Regions from separate parts of the Macaca mulatta genome. Here region 1 is linked to region 2. Evidence: chromatin contacts called from public Hi-C data. All regions are on one chromosome and are shown on one strand. Each heading gives the region's core, a stretch centred on a gene start, on an enhancer-like site or on the middle of the called end of the contact. The rest is flanking DNA. Distances are from core to core; before and after follow the strand shown. Region 1 holds the start of CFI (complement factor I). Region 2 holds the start of SEC24B (SEC24 homolog B, COPII coat complex component).

What was found. A called contact is a pair of places that touch in the nucleus more often than the background predicts.
Region 1: a contact with region 2 is called in a Hi-C map of fetal cortical plate, with 5 times the contacts expected there. The contact joins the promoter of CFI here to the promoter of SEC24B in region 2. A contact is called at or near these places in 7 of 14 Hi-C or Micro-C datasets (CD4 T cells, blood, cortical neurons and 4 more).

Annotation. Positions count from the first base shown.
Region 1 is chr5:119,112,393-119,119,914 of T2T-MMU8v2.0, reverse strand. It overlaps CFI (complement factor I), which reads left to right and starts at 1,328. Exons shown (of 13, transcript XM_078002083.1): 1 at 1,328-1,443. GAR1 (GAR1 ribonucleoprotein) reads right to left here and starts at 1,269. Exons shown (of 7, transcript XM_015139029.3): 1 at 1,040-1,269; 2 at 415-640. The coding sequence starts at 628.
Region 2 is chr5:118,764,547-118,771,676 of T2T-MMU8v2.0, reverse strand. It overlaps SEC24B (SEC24 homolog B, COPII coat complex component), which reads right to left and starts at 5,317. Exons shown (of 23, transcript XM_015139012.3): 1 at 5,136-5,317. The coding sequence starts at 5,262. LOC144340823 (a long non-coding RNA gene) reads left to right here and starts at 5,345. Exons shown (of 2, transcript XR_013417267.1): 1 at 5,345-7,130.

The sequences.
Region 1 (7,522 bases), core at 79-2,578, 350 kb before region 2:
GTCTAACTCCCGGATTCAAGTGATCCTCCTGTCTCAGCTTCCCAAGTGTTGGGATTACAAGCGTGAGCCACGGCACCCAGCCTGTATTTCAGCTATACTTATATTTCAGCTATAAAAACTTAACTCTAAATCATAGTTTTCTCATCTGTAAAATCGGGGAATTAGGGATAAGTACTCACTATTACCTATTTAATATCTTCCTGTCAACCCTGAAGTTCCACTTCCATGATGCATTTTAAGTATCCCTCAGCTTTCTTGATCTCCCCACCCCACCCTTACATGCTACTGTACGATTATGTCAGTTTACATCATTCTCCACACAGGCTTGTGTATCCCAAACTTGCTGGACTAATAACACAAACCCACAACCCACCCCTATTCCTTCAAATAGGCTAAATATTGAAGACTGCATACACACTACACGTTCTGGAGGTCCTTGGTCTTGGCCTTTGTTAAAGCCTCCGCGGCCACCCCCTCGTCCAAATCCTCCCCTGCCGCCGCCTCTGAAATTGCCGCCGCCTCCACCGCCGCTTCCACCTCGGAAGTGGTTGCTGCTGCCGCCTCGGTTGAAGCCGCCACCTCCACCACCTCGATTAAAGCCTCCACGACCTCCGCCTCGAAAAGACATTCTCTCTCCTCCCTGGTGAAAAAAAAAAAAACGACCCGTGTCTTCTGATCACTGTAGCATCTGAGTACACTCCAACCCCTCGGAGCCGCGGTGAGAACACCATAAAGGGGACAAAAGCAGCCCTGTCACCTCACCCACGGTCAGACAGCCAGTGACCACCAACCTGATGGGTGAAGAGTTTACTTCCTCATGGTCTCCTGAGCGCCGACCGACCAAACATACCAGCCTTGCCGCCCCAGGATTAGTACCTCCTCCCCCTTCAGACAGCAAGGTCTTCGCACTGCATCCCCTTCCTTCCTCCCTCCCTCCGGCAGCTGGGTTCCGCGTCCACCATTTTCAAATCCTCCGGCTTCTACGGTCACTCACCGGCGCCACGTGCCCCTCTGGCCCTGGCCTTACGCGCACACCCACCTACTGGGTACTTCCGCCGCGCTGGAACCTCCTCGGCTACCGTACAGCCACAGAGTTTTTTAGACCAGAAACTGGAATAACTGGTTTGCAAAAAAAAGGTAGTCACGCGCGGAACCAGCGACACTGGTTCCAAAACAGCCTTTAGCTTTGGAAAAGTGGCAATAATATCTAACCTTAACCACTAATTTACAACAGAGAGGTCAACTTGCCTAACGCCGCGCCGTGGAAGTGACGTATAATAGCTGCGTCCTTCGCAGCACGACGTCCCGGAAGTGCTGCGGCAATGTTGCTCTTGGAGATAGCTGGCGTTAGGGATCCGCCTTCTCTTCCAGAGGCGGGGTGGGTTTCTGTTTGGTTCCCGCCCTGACTGCCAGAACAACTGCCAGCACCTTGCAAGAAACAAGGTTAGTTTTTGAAGTCCGTGCCGACTGGCTGGGCGCATTTGCTTCTCAGACTAAATGGTGCCCAACAGCGCTCAATAGTTTGTTGCTAACTTCAGCAACTGTGTGGACAGGTCTCTGAGGTATCTGAGCCGCGCTATGTCCAGTGGATCTGGTCGCCTCAGAACCTGTCACAGCCGGCGGAAGCGTTTGTCTGAGTTTCTTGTTTCTTCCCGACCTTTTGATTTTCGCACCACTGAGCGCTCAGCTGTGCTTGTTCTTTTGCGCTATGGTCTCACTAATTAGAGGGAAAAAAGCAATGCATGTGTTTGTGTAATTTTAAAGAAACTATGGTGTCTTATAGAAAACCAAACCATCATTTTTATCTTTTGTACCGGGTATTCATTCAAGTATGTTTTGAGCACCGACAGGATGTGAAGCGGACTGTGCTGGAGGCTCCTCTCCTTCTCGTCTTAAGCCCCTTATATTTGACATCTGCTTCCTCCACATTCTCCAAAGCTTCTCTCACAAATAAAGGTAGTCACTTCCCATTTATTAAATTTGGCTGGAGCCTTTTACAACCAAACCCTCTGAGACCTTACCTTGATATTGACATCGTGTTTAGAAGAGGGTGGAACTTGGTACCTATCTAACTGAGAGGGTTATTGTAAGGGGGATTTTAAAATACCTTTGTAGGCGGGGTGCGGTGGCTCACGCCTGTAATCCCAGCACTTTGGGAGGCCGAGGCGGATGGATCACTTGAGGTCAGGAGTTCGAGACCAGCCTGGCCAATACGGTGAAACCCCTTCTCTACTAAAAATACAAAAATTAGCCGGGCATGGTGGCGCACACCTGTAATCGCAGCTACTCGGGAGGCTGAGGCAAGAGAATCGCTTGAACCGGGGAGGCGGAGGTTGCAGTGAGCCGAGATCACGCCACTGCACTCCAGCCCAGACGACAGAGCAAGACTTGGTCTCAAAACAAACAAACAAAATAAGTGAGAGAAGAAACTTTACTTTTTCTTTTTCTTTTAGTTTAGTAAATGATGCAATTTGATTTTAACGAATGTTGATCTTTTTATGGGCCTATATACGTGTAAGTGTATTATTTTTGAAACAAAAAATGAAAATTACCTATTTAGTGTGAAACCTTTGCTTGTCTTTTGCTGTGTATTGGCTCAGTTCTGAATTGAACTTAAGATTGTCACATACAGATTTCATTTTCAACTGAAATGAGATGATTTCTGTCTTTACTCTTAAAACTTAGAAAAAGCTTGCTTGAACAAGAAGTTTAAAAGTATGTCAAAATGTTTATTACTGTCCTAAACATGTCAAGCTGCTCTTCTTTCTCAGAAATCCAAAACTTGTAGAAGCATAAATCAGGCCAGGCGCCGTGACTCACGCCTATAATCCCAGCATTTTGGGAGGCCAAGGCAGGCGGATCACCTGAGGTCAGGAGTTCAAGACCAGCCTGGCCAACATGGTGAAACCTTGTCTCTACTAAAAATACAAAACTTAGCCGGGCGTGATGGTGGGCGTCTGTAATCCTAGCTGCTTGGGAGGCTGAGGCAGGAGAATCGCTTGAACCCGGGAGGCAGAGGTTGCAGTGAGCCAAGATCGCGCCACTGCATTCCAGCCTGGGCAACAGAGCGAGAATCTGTATCAAAAGAAGAAGAAACACAAATAAGTAAATTTCATCTTATATCTACAGTCATACATTCACAAAGTTCTTCCTCTTTTCTCAAAGTCAGGTGCTCAGGCTGAGAAGATTCAAGGAAAGGGTTCCTCATCTAGTCATACAGTTGTGTTCAAGGGGAAGGAGAATACTGTTCAGTTTTGTTCTGCAATTCCCACTGGTGGTTTTCAGTAAGACTTGAGACTTCCTTACTCTAAAGTCCAAGCAGCAGTGGAAACATTTCAAGATCCCTTTTTGCAATACAACTTTTCCAAATATTCAATTTTTATTTAAACCCAAAAATCTTGTCACTCGAAGTAAAACGATTTTCTCCAGGGCCTGAAGATCCTTGTTCAACTAGTTCATGTGATGAAAATGTCTGTTAAGTAGGTGATATGGTTTGGATGTTTGTTCCTTCCAAATCTCATGATGCTGAAATTTTATTCCCAGTGTTGTAGATGGGACCTGGTGGGAGGTGATTGGATCATGGGGGCAGAATTCTCATGAGTGGCTTAGCACCATCCCTTTGGTGATAAGTGAGTTTTCACTCAGTTCACTTGAGATGTGGTTGTTTTAAGAGTCTGTGACTTCATCCATCTCTCTCTTGCTCCCACTCTTGCCATGTGACATACTGGCTCCCCATCACCTTTCGCCATGATTGTAAACTTCTAGAGACCTTACCAGAAACTGATGCCAGCACCTTGCTTCCTGTAAAGCCTCCAGAACCATAAGCCAATTAAACCTCTTTCTTTATAAATTACCTAGCATTGGGCATTTCTTTATATAAATGCAAAAAAAAAAAAAATGCTAGTTTCTGCAGCCATTCTTCATCTTCAAAGAATTTGGTAAAATCTGGGCTACTGTTTTCTTGAATGTATTTCTATGATTCACTTTCTATGTCAAGCGTCCTGTTAAGGAGAAGAATCTGTATTAGTTTCTCTCACTCCAATCCATAGTGTCAATAAACATTATTTTGCATAATTTCTGTAGGTCAGAAATTAAGGAGCAGCTTAGCTGGATGATTTTGACCCAGGGTCTCTCATAAGGTTGCAATCAAGATATCACCTGGGGCTGCAGTCCACTGAAGACTTGACTAGGGCTAGAGGATCCTTTTCTGAGGGAGCTCCCTGACATGCCTAGCAAGCTGATGCTGCCTATTGCCAGGCGCCAGTTCCTTGCCATACGGACCTCTTTACAGGGTGCTTGAGTACTGACATGACATGCCAGCTGGCTTCCCCCAAAACGATCTGCTAAGCCATAAGATTTATGCATGTGGAAGGAGATTTACATGGGCCTTGTCCAGGTTTTCACATAGTTTAAAAAAAAATTTTAGAAGTGAATTGCCCTGCGTTTGATAAGTCATCTTCATAGCATCATCTAGAACTTTTTTCATTTTTGCTCCAAAACTTTCTGACACCAGCACTCTCTGGGAAGAAAGCAGTGAGTTGTGAATATGTCAGGATTTTAATGAGAATTGAAATCTCTAAAGAAACCAGTCCTTGATAGGATACCGTAAGTAGATACTGACACAGTTCTTCCAAAATGTACCTTCTGTTTCCAATATGAAGACAAGACAATAAATATATCTTTACCTTTGCTTCTTTGCAGCAGTGTTTCATAGAAGAAAAATTTTCTTGAATTTTGCCATAATTTATAAATCTTACAAATGCTACTCTATGACATTTGTTGTTGAAATCTGTTGATTCATCAACCTGGATGAGAAATTGTTAGGTTCTTTTGATGCTATGCAGCATTATGTGACATGTCATCAATCACATCAGTTTATCAAACTTTGAAAGTGAAACTGTTTTAGTTTGTCATTACATCATATGCTGGCGTCTTACTCTCTGTAATTATACATACTGAAATTATGAGGTCCCATCAATTGTGGGGCTTTTTCCTTTTCGGGTCAAAAAGTTCCTCTGCTAAATAACTTGCTTTCTGGACCTTTTTACTGAAGGTCACTTAAAAAAAATACATTCTTTACTCTGGGTTTCCAAAGGTCATATAAAATTATCTGCTCTTTTACTATGGTTTGCAGTTAAGTGTCTTTTCAATTTTGCTGGAGCCATTGCTTCATTTATAAGTTGTGATTCTTCATTACTAACTTTATCAGAATTATTAAGATTTAGAATTATCTTCCATCTCCCAGTTCATCTTCAAAAATCACCACATTGGACTATAAGTCATGTTTGTAAAACACAGATGCTAATAAAGTATAAAATAAACTAAACAAAGAAATTTTTTTTAAAAATTTTATCTTCAAATGCAATTCACTTTTAACCTACAAGCTCCATGTGTCAGGCCTCTGAGCCAAGCCTGCATGCATACATCCAGATGGCCTGAGGCAACTGAAAACTACAAAGGAAGTGAAACAGCCTGCTCCTGTCTTAACTGATTGACCAACCTTTAGACATTCCATTATGACCTGTTCCTGCCCTGCCCCACCCGATCGATTGATCGACCTCGTGACATTTTTTTCTGGACCATGAGTCTTATGATCTCCCCACCATGCACCTTGTGACCCCCTCCTTTGCTGACAATAGATAGCCACCTTTAACTATAACTTTCCACTGCTTACCCCAGTCCTATAAAACTGTCCCACCCCTACCTTCCTTTGCTGACTGTCTTTTTGGACTCAGCCCACTTCACCCACGTGAAATAAACAGCCTTGTTGCTCACACAAAGCCTGTTGGTGGACTCTCTTCACATGGACGTGCGTGACACCATGTTTTGCAATGTTTACAACATTAGCAAAGCAACAGGGAGGCATTTGAGTTATGGGGCATTAAAATTCCTTCCTTAAAATATTATCTTTGATTATCTATTACATCAGGAGAGTTCATTAGCTGTCAGTTGACTGTGAATAAGGGGAGGCCAGGGAAGATCAGGAAATGTAAATCAGGAAGGATAGGCTGATGTTGTCAACCTATTGTCTCTCCCTCTCCCTCAACCTATTATCCCTCCTTCTTAATTCAACACCCACCAGTCATCAACAGTACCCCTTGCCTTCCATCAAAAGCTGAGAATGGACTCAGTGAAATGAACATAGTTGTGTGGAGCACTGTCATGTTTGTGAATGACCTCTAGCAAAATTCCTAATAGAGTTATTTGATCACTAGTCATCACTACAAGTGTTGGCATTACATGGAGAAAGAAGTTCAAAAGAATGCAAAAAAAAAAAAAAAATTCCAATCTCTTCTGGAATCCCTAGTAACCGTTCCTAGACTCCTAATAACATCTGCAGAAACTCACACTAGACTATAAGCTCCTGAAGAGTGAGAACTACATCTTCTTTGTTTTGGTATCCTAAGTACTTAGTACAGTGCCTGGAATAAAATTGATGCCCAATAAATATTTGTTAAATGGAACCGAATTCCTCTATGCTTTGAATTTCTGCTCATGCCTTGAAAACCTACTTATTAACAAATGATCATAGAATGATGGTCAAAAAGACAAAGAAAATATAAAAGAGATGGAGGGAAGAAAGTATATATGTACAGTCTAGTTGTGGTATTCAAGATCTAAGAAGGTGTCCATCCAGTTGTTTTAGTGAAAGGTTAGGACATCTAATTAAAATACCCAGTAAGGAGATACAGATGTTCCTCAACTTAGGATGGGGTTATATCCCAATAAACCCATCATGAGTTGAACATATCTGAGTAGAAAATACATTTAATACATGTAACCTACTGAACATCATAGCCTAGCCTAGTCTACCTTGAAGGTGCTTGGAACACTTACATTAGGTTACAGTTGGGCAAAACTATCTGGCAGCACAGCACACTGGAAAGTCTCATTTGTTGCCGCTGCCCAGCATCATAAGAGAATATTGCATGCGTATCACTAGCCAGGGAGAAGATCAAAGTTTAAATTTGAAGTACAGGTTTTGCTGAATGCTTATTGCTTTCACACCATTGTAAAGTAGACAAATTATTCAGTGTAACCATTGTAAGTTGGGAGACTGTATTGCTAATGGCAGCAAAGAGGGCTGCTGGCTAGGAATAGGGCTGAAAATTTTTATATTAGAACAAAATTGTAAAAGTACTTAGCTGAAGCTAGGCATGTAATCCCAGCACTTTGGGAGGCTGAGGGGGGCAGATCACTGTAGGTAAAGACTTCGAGACTAGCCTGGCCAACATGGTGAAACCCCGTCTCTACTAAAAATGCCAAAATTGGCTGGGCTTGGTGGCATGGGCCTGTAATCCCAGCTACTGGGGAGGCCAATGCAGGAGAATCACTTGAACCCAGGAGGCTGAGGTTGTAGTCAGCATCAGCCAAGATCGCGCCACTGTACTCCAGCAACACAGCAAAACTCCACCTAAAAAAAAAAAAAAAAAAAAAGAAAGAAAGAAAGACTGGGCGCTGTGGCTCACACCTATAATCCCAGCACTTTGGGAGGCCAAGGTGGGTGGATCACGAGGTCAAG
Region 2 (7,130 bases), core at 4,068-6,567:
GAAAAGGGCATATGGAAGGATTAAAATATGCTTTCATTTGAAAATAAGCACCATTTGCTTCCTAAAAGTAAAATTAAAAACCAGCAGCTTATTATTAAATCTGACTGCCCCCCACCCCCGACCTCCCAACAAGATCATTACCAGGGTATTATTTTAGTCAGTCTTCCTATGTTTGAGGACTCAGCTTTGGAAGGAATCCCAAAAGGCAAAGTAAAAGGTAAGAAATATTCAATTAATGCTTGGTATGGAAATACAAATCGTTCTAAAAATCCATACATTGCGCAATGAAAAATGAAGGCTAGAAATACAACACCAAGGAAGGAAGTTTAAGAGAAAGATTTAACAGACTCAATCAAGTCAAGCTGTATCTTCGAATAAGCGGAGGAAACACGCTAGCAGTTACACCTAGAAAACAAGTAAAAGTGATCATGAAGACTTGCTTTTCTGCCTCTCTATTCCTTACTCTTCTCAAACATCAAAGTTTCTAAAAAGACTTTTCTTAGAGTCTGTTAATAGAAAGAAATCTTTAGGCTGGGCACGGTGGCTCATGCCTGTAATCCCAGCACTTTGGAAGGTCCAGATGGAAGGATCACTTGAAGCCAGGAGTTTGAGATCAGTCTCTACAATTTTTTTTTGAAAGTTAGCTGTGTATGGTGGCACACACCTATACTCCCAGCTACTCAGGAGGCCGTGGCAGGAAGACAGATTGAGCCCAGGAGTTCAAGGGTGCAGTGAGCTATGACGGCAACACTGTACTCCAGCCTGGGTGACAGAGTGAGATTCTGTCTCTAAAACAAATAAATAAAAATTTTAAAAAAGAGACCTGGAGTTGGAATTAGGAGAAACAAAATAGACTTCATTTAATACACGTCTAATGAATACCTGTAACTTGCCTATACTGTTATAAGCTCTCATTATACGACATGAACAAGAGACAGAAAAAACTGCTACCCTCACAAAGCTTTCACAGAATTGGTAGAAAATGTACCTACTTAACCTTTCTGAATCTTCATTTCATCTGTAAAATTAGGGAACTGAACTCTTGTGTTTTTCAAACTGTGCTTAAAAACAACTGAACCTCTACTTCTATTTTAACCACAACCACTTTGCTTTTTTCTGATTTCTCTATCAGGGATCTATATACAACGCCCTTTGGAAAAACAAATCTTTAAAAAAAAAAGTTTGTGGGCCAGGCTCCGAGGCTCACGTCTGTAATCCGAGCACTTTGGGAGGCCGAGGCGGGTGGATCGCGAGGTCAGGAGATGGAGACCATCCTGGCCAACATAGTGAAACTCCATCTCAACATGGTGAAATTAGCCAGGAGTGGTGGCATGCGCCTGTAGTCCCCGCTACTCAGGAGGCTGAGGCAGGAGAATCGCTTGAACCCAGGAGGTGGAGGTTGCAGTGAGCTGAGATTGCGCCACTGCACTCCAGCCTGGCGACAGAGTGAGACTCCGTCTCAAACAAACAAAAAACCTTTGCCATTTGCTAACCACTTGCAAAAGAAAAAACAGGGCCCAGCCTAGGGGCTCACGCCTGTAATCCCAAGACCTTGGTAGGTCTAGGCAGGAGGATCGCTTTAGGCCAGCAGTTTGAGAACAACCTGGGCTACATGGTGAGACTCAGTCTCTATAAAAATAAAAATAATTAGCCAAGAGTGGTGATGCATACCTGTAGTCCTAGTCACTTGGGAAGCTGAGGCAGGAGGATCACTTCAGCCCAGGAGATTGAGGCTCCACTTAGCTATGATATAGCCACTGACTATAGCCTAGGTGGCAGAGAGACACCGTCTCTAAAACAAACAATAAAAACCAAAAAACTTTTTTCACTCTACTCTCATTCCGCACAGACCACTTCTGTGACCAGATGTGTGCATTTTTGTTTTTATTTTTCCCCAGCAGATACCAACTGGGTGTCCTCCAATTCAATTCAATTCTGACCTGAAGTTAGCCTCAGATCCCTGAGTCAGATACCTACCTGAAGTTAGACTCAGATCTAACTCAGTTAAGGGTTCAGTCCCACAAGACTGCTCCCCATGTCAGATGCCTATCACAAGTATCATAAGTAGCAGGTTGCCATCTGTACTTCTGAGGAACCAGCTACAAACTGGAGCTTCTACTACCCCCTCCTTAGGTTCAATCACTTTGGTAGAAGGGCTTGTGGAACTCAGGAAAACACTTATATTGTTTATTATAAAGGATACAGATGAACAGCCAAATGAAAGAGATGTACAGGGCAAAGGATGGGGGCAGGTGTCGCCACCCTCCCAGCATCTCCACATGCTCAGCAACCCAGGTCACTAAATCTTACTAGTTTTTATAAAGCTTCATCTCCAGCCTATCCACTTCCCTTCAAAGGGGATGATGGGTGGGGACTGAAAGTCCCAACTCTGTAATCACTTGGTCTTTCTGGTGACCAGCTCCAGCCTGAGGCTGTCTAGGAGACCCATCCTAAGTCATTTCATTAGTATAAACTCAAATGTAATCAAAAGAGGCTCCTTGTGAGTAACAAGCGACACTCCTATCACTCAGGAAATTACAAGAGTTTTAGGAGCTGTTTCAGGAACCCAGGACAAAGGTCAAATGTATTTCATATTACACCACAACACTGAAGTAAGTCATCTCTGGGTACCATTCCAGTTTTGCAATTCTGTCTGTTTTATGCTCATATTTCTGACCTATTTCTTTTTCACCATGTCTGGAATTCCACAGAGCTATATTAAAAGGCTAACTACTTTATGTAGGGCTGAAAAATAAATGAGAAACCCAAGTGACTGCTTACTAGATGCTGATACCATGTAGCAAACTTTTTTTTTTTTTTGAGATCAGCAAACAAAACAAAAAGAGATTTAATCTGATTTCTCTACTTATACTAATCCCTTCCACAAAAACAAAAATCCTTCTGGAGGATGAGGTGTGAGGATCACTTGAGCCCAGCAGACCAGCCTGGGCAATACAGGGAGACCTTGTCTCTACCTGACCCTAGTTCTTATACTTTACCATAACTTTCAAATTTCCTAGCATAACATTTAAGGCCTTTCTGCAACATGGCCCCTTTTAACCTGTTCCTTTCAGCTTCAATGCCTTGGCTTCCCATGCCACCGAGCACCCTCTACACCTCTTGACTCCTTTCACTTTACAAGCCTGCCCTGCACTTTCATATTTCCAAACTTTAGTTCATGCTGTAACCTCCGCTACCGACAACCTTTCCCTCCCACCCCAACCTGTCCAGTCCCTCAAGGCTAGCCAGAACCAATTCAAACATTATCAAATACAGGGCAAGTTAGGAGAGAGGCAGGGACTCTGTCTCATCTACTACCCTAACCTTGAGTACCCAACTGGTAAGCACGCAAAAAATGTTGAAATGATTATTGCAACATTAAAGGAAAGTAGTGATTATAAACAGGAGAACTCAAGCATCATCTGTATTTGGCATCCAAACATTGATTTGTTCTTACAGATTTTAACATCCTGATTACACTTGGCTGAGTACATATCCTGGCATTCTTGAGTGTTCACAAAATTTATAAGGTTGAAATAAACATTTGCCACTTTAAAAACTGTTCACTAAGATGATAATGCATATTCAAAAAATCAAGGAAAGACACAATCCTTGAATCACTGGTAAACATGAGTCTACAATGTTCTAAAAGACTTGGGCTCTTTTACTAAATTATCGTCTTCTAGTTCCCTCATAAAGATAGTTTAAAAACAAACAAAAACAAGAACTTATATTAAGGTTACAACAACAAACACTGCTCACAAATAATATTTTTACATTTGTTCAGGTGTACACCACCAATAACCCTGGTCATATCCAAAAGCGATTATAGTAAACAATGACTACTGAGAGTACAGCATGTAATATTGATAGGTAAGGCTGATCCAAAGAATATTGAGGCTAAAGTATCACTTTTGTTTATAAAAAAAATCAACCTCTGCTTCTCAGGACAAACGATACACTTCATATTTGAAAAGCATCAGTTGTAAAACTTAGATGTTGGTTAAACTAATTCATAAAGTTCAGCAGATTTTCACTAGGAAATTAGATAAAACAGGTCAATCATTTGGAGAGTACTAATGTAGTTTGGTTCTCGTACCAACACAGGACAGAGGTATTTTTCTAAATTCAGTCAATTACTTTCCAAGGTTCTCATCTGACATATTATCAAGCCTATAAGGAGAATTCCCCCACCCTTGGCCCCATCCTCGAACATTCCAAATCTCAGCATTAGGGAATGCATATCCTAGAGACGATCATTTTGCAGCCTACTAAAAACCCACGACCTTAATATGAAAGCGGCTTTCGTGTTGCATTTGGCTGCTGCCTGTATGAAGGCCTTGCCTCAAAGCAGGGCCAACTCTGGCACGTTTTTCCATCTCTGAAAGTGGAGCTAGGAAAAACACCCAGATCTAAAGATGTTCGTTTAAATCCGTTTACACCTGCTCCCTTTCAAACACTACAAGCAAACTCCAAAAGCTCGAGCAGCAGCCGCAGCGGCAATGACAGATCTTGAGGCCGAACTGGGTCAGGGTTACAGTTACACTTACATAGCATATTTACACCCTTTTGTCTACAAACTTGAGTGCAAACTTAAGTTTCCTCAAGGCAGCGTGTTCGCTGGGCCTCAGTAACCGAAGCAATTTTCCTGAGGCAGGAAGGGCACAATCCACCCTGCTGGGTGGCTGCACCAGCCTTCCCCAGACCACGCACTCTGCGGCCTCGGCTTCTGGCCCGCTCCCGCAGCCAAGGGGTCGCTCGGGGCAACTCGCCTGCGCCCAGGCTGGGTAACTGGGTTTTACTACATGGGTTCCCAGCTTTTCAGTCGCCCCTACTCGCCCCCGGCGGTTTCGGGCCCAGGGTCGCATTACATAAACACCCCCGGCCCCAGCTTTCCCACGCCGACCCCGGCCCCACGCCAGGGGCGTCCAACCCCCGCGCGCCCCGCGCCGCGCCTTCCCTGCCCCCTACCCGCGCCCAGCGCGGACCCCGCAGCCTCCGCACCGCGCCCGCTCCCCTCCCTCGGGCCGGGCCTGGCCCCGGACTCCCTTCCCGGCCAGCCCCGCCCCGATGTGGCCGCGCAGGCCGCCCAGCCGGTGTTAGGCCCCGCGCTCCGCCCGGGCCGCCCGCCTCACCGTTCTGCTGGTGCGGCGCCGGGGCCGGGCCCGCGGGCGCTGCGGCTCCTGAGGCGGCCGCTCCGCCGAACTTGGGCGGGATCCGGGCGCTGGCGGCCGGGTGAGGGGACCCGGCGGGGGCCGACATGACGGCGCTGCTGGCGACGGCGGCTCCGCTTCGGAGAGGTGGGCGGAGGGAAGAGAAGGCGGGGCCGGAGAGGCGAGAGGAAGAGGAAGGAACGCGCCTGGCGTCACTGAGGGTGTAACCCGGCACCGCGGCTCAGGTGCTCACGCTCCTCCGCAAGCCCAGCGCTGCCGCTCGGCGGCCCCCGCGGGCGCCGGGATCCTGAGTCGCTTCGCCTTGCCCCACGCGCCCCACGCCGCGGGACTTACACCTGGGGTCGCTTCCCGCACGCGCGGACCTCGCGCCGGTGCCGCCGCAGCGCCCCCTGCAGGCCGGAGCCGAGCTGGCCCAGGCCTGAGGTTGGCCCGGGGTTCCACGGCCACAGTGCCGGCCCCGCGACTGCTGCTCCGGCCCGGCCAAGCTACCTTAGTGTTGAGGCGGGAGGCCTGGGCCTCAGTGGGTGAAGGGACCGGGTGGCCCGCTCCCACCTTGGGCAGAGGCTCGACCGACCGCGGCGAGGCTGGGCCCGGCATTACTGGGAGGCGAACTTGAGAGCTGCGGGTTAATGTACGGAGCTCAGGCAACGCCAGATCCGACTGACCCACCCACCCTTCCTCGAAGAGAAACAGTGACTTGGGTTTGGTTTTTAATTTTTGATTCCCCCACCTCCCCTTTCTTAATTCCAAAGGAAATAAAGCATTCAAGCTCCAAGTCTGTTGGGAATATATAATTCCTTGATAAAGAAAGAGGAAACATTTCTCTGATAAACACAAGAATCTCAGTAAGAATTGCATTATTGAGAACTTTTCCCACTGATAAAGTAGGGAAGAGGAAGGGGAAAATAGGGTAAGGGAATGCTGGAAGACAAACTTTATCTTCTTTTTTTTTTTTGTCAAGTGTTGGCGCATCCTGTTGGTGTTCGGAGAAGTTGTGGCTCAGCTCGCTTTATCTGCATTAGTGGAATCTTTTAAGTCTTTCTGGTCTGTCTCAGCATACTCACTGGCAGGCCCTAGACTACATTACCCAAGTCATTTTGCCGTCTTGGAATCCTGAGTATGTCATCATTCTGTATCGGAGATGAGATTGCTCGGAAACGCTGGATTCAGAATGGTATCTAGCAAGATGGTATTTCTGGAGCACTAAGTCATTTCCTGAATCATTATGCAAAGCATAAATTGCATTGTAGTCCTAGAATAATACAAAGCTTCCCTTTAGTTGTTACTGTAAATTAATAACTGGCATTTTAATGCACTACAAATAGGATTTTAGTAGTTAGATTTATACCTTTGACTTCTAGGAATTTCAACTACATTAGAGTCCATCTACACAAAAGGGTCAAGCTCTTTTTTCCACAGCGTTTCCAGCTTCTCCACAGAAACCTAGCCCCACACCAGCAAAAGATCACACTCTGTGCTTCATCAAAGAGATTACACAATTACAGATTCCAGCATCTCTCAGGAGTCCTTTGAATTTGGATTAAGGTCTATAATTACGTGGGTAAGGGAATAACTAGATAATTGGCTTTCTGCACCTGGAATGTATTCTCCTGGGTATAAGAGGCTCATTTTAATCAGAAGTATATGGGATGAAAGTGAACCCTGTCTCTTAAGGGGAGACTCCTTAAGAGGAGGATTGGAGCCCTATGTTTTAATAGATCTTCTCCACAATCTTTAATACCTAAGCTGCTTCCCCTTGTCCACTAATTTGCTGTAGAATTTTTCTAGCACGTTTATGATGGTGTTCAGGGCACACTACCCCAAAATATAACACCTTAGCATACTGAATATTTTAAGCTGATGACATTTGAGAAATGGCAGGTGTGAGGACTCTGACCTTCCCGTGAAGCAGGTCTAAGACCCTCATGTGAGAGATGCCATCCCTATACCTGGAGA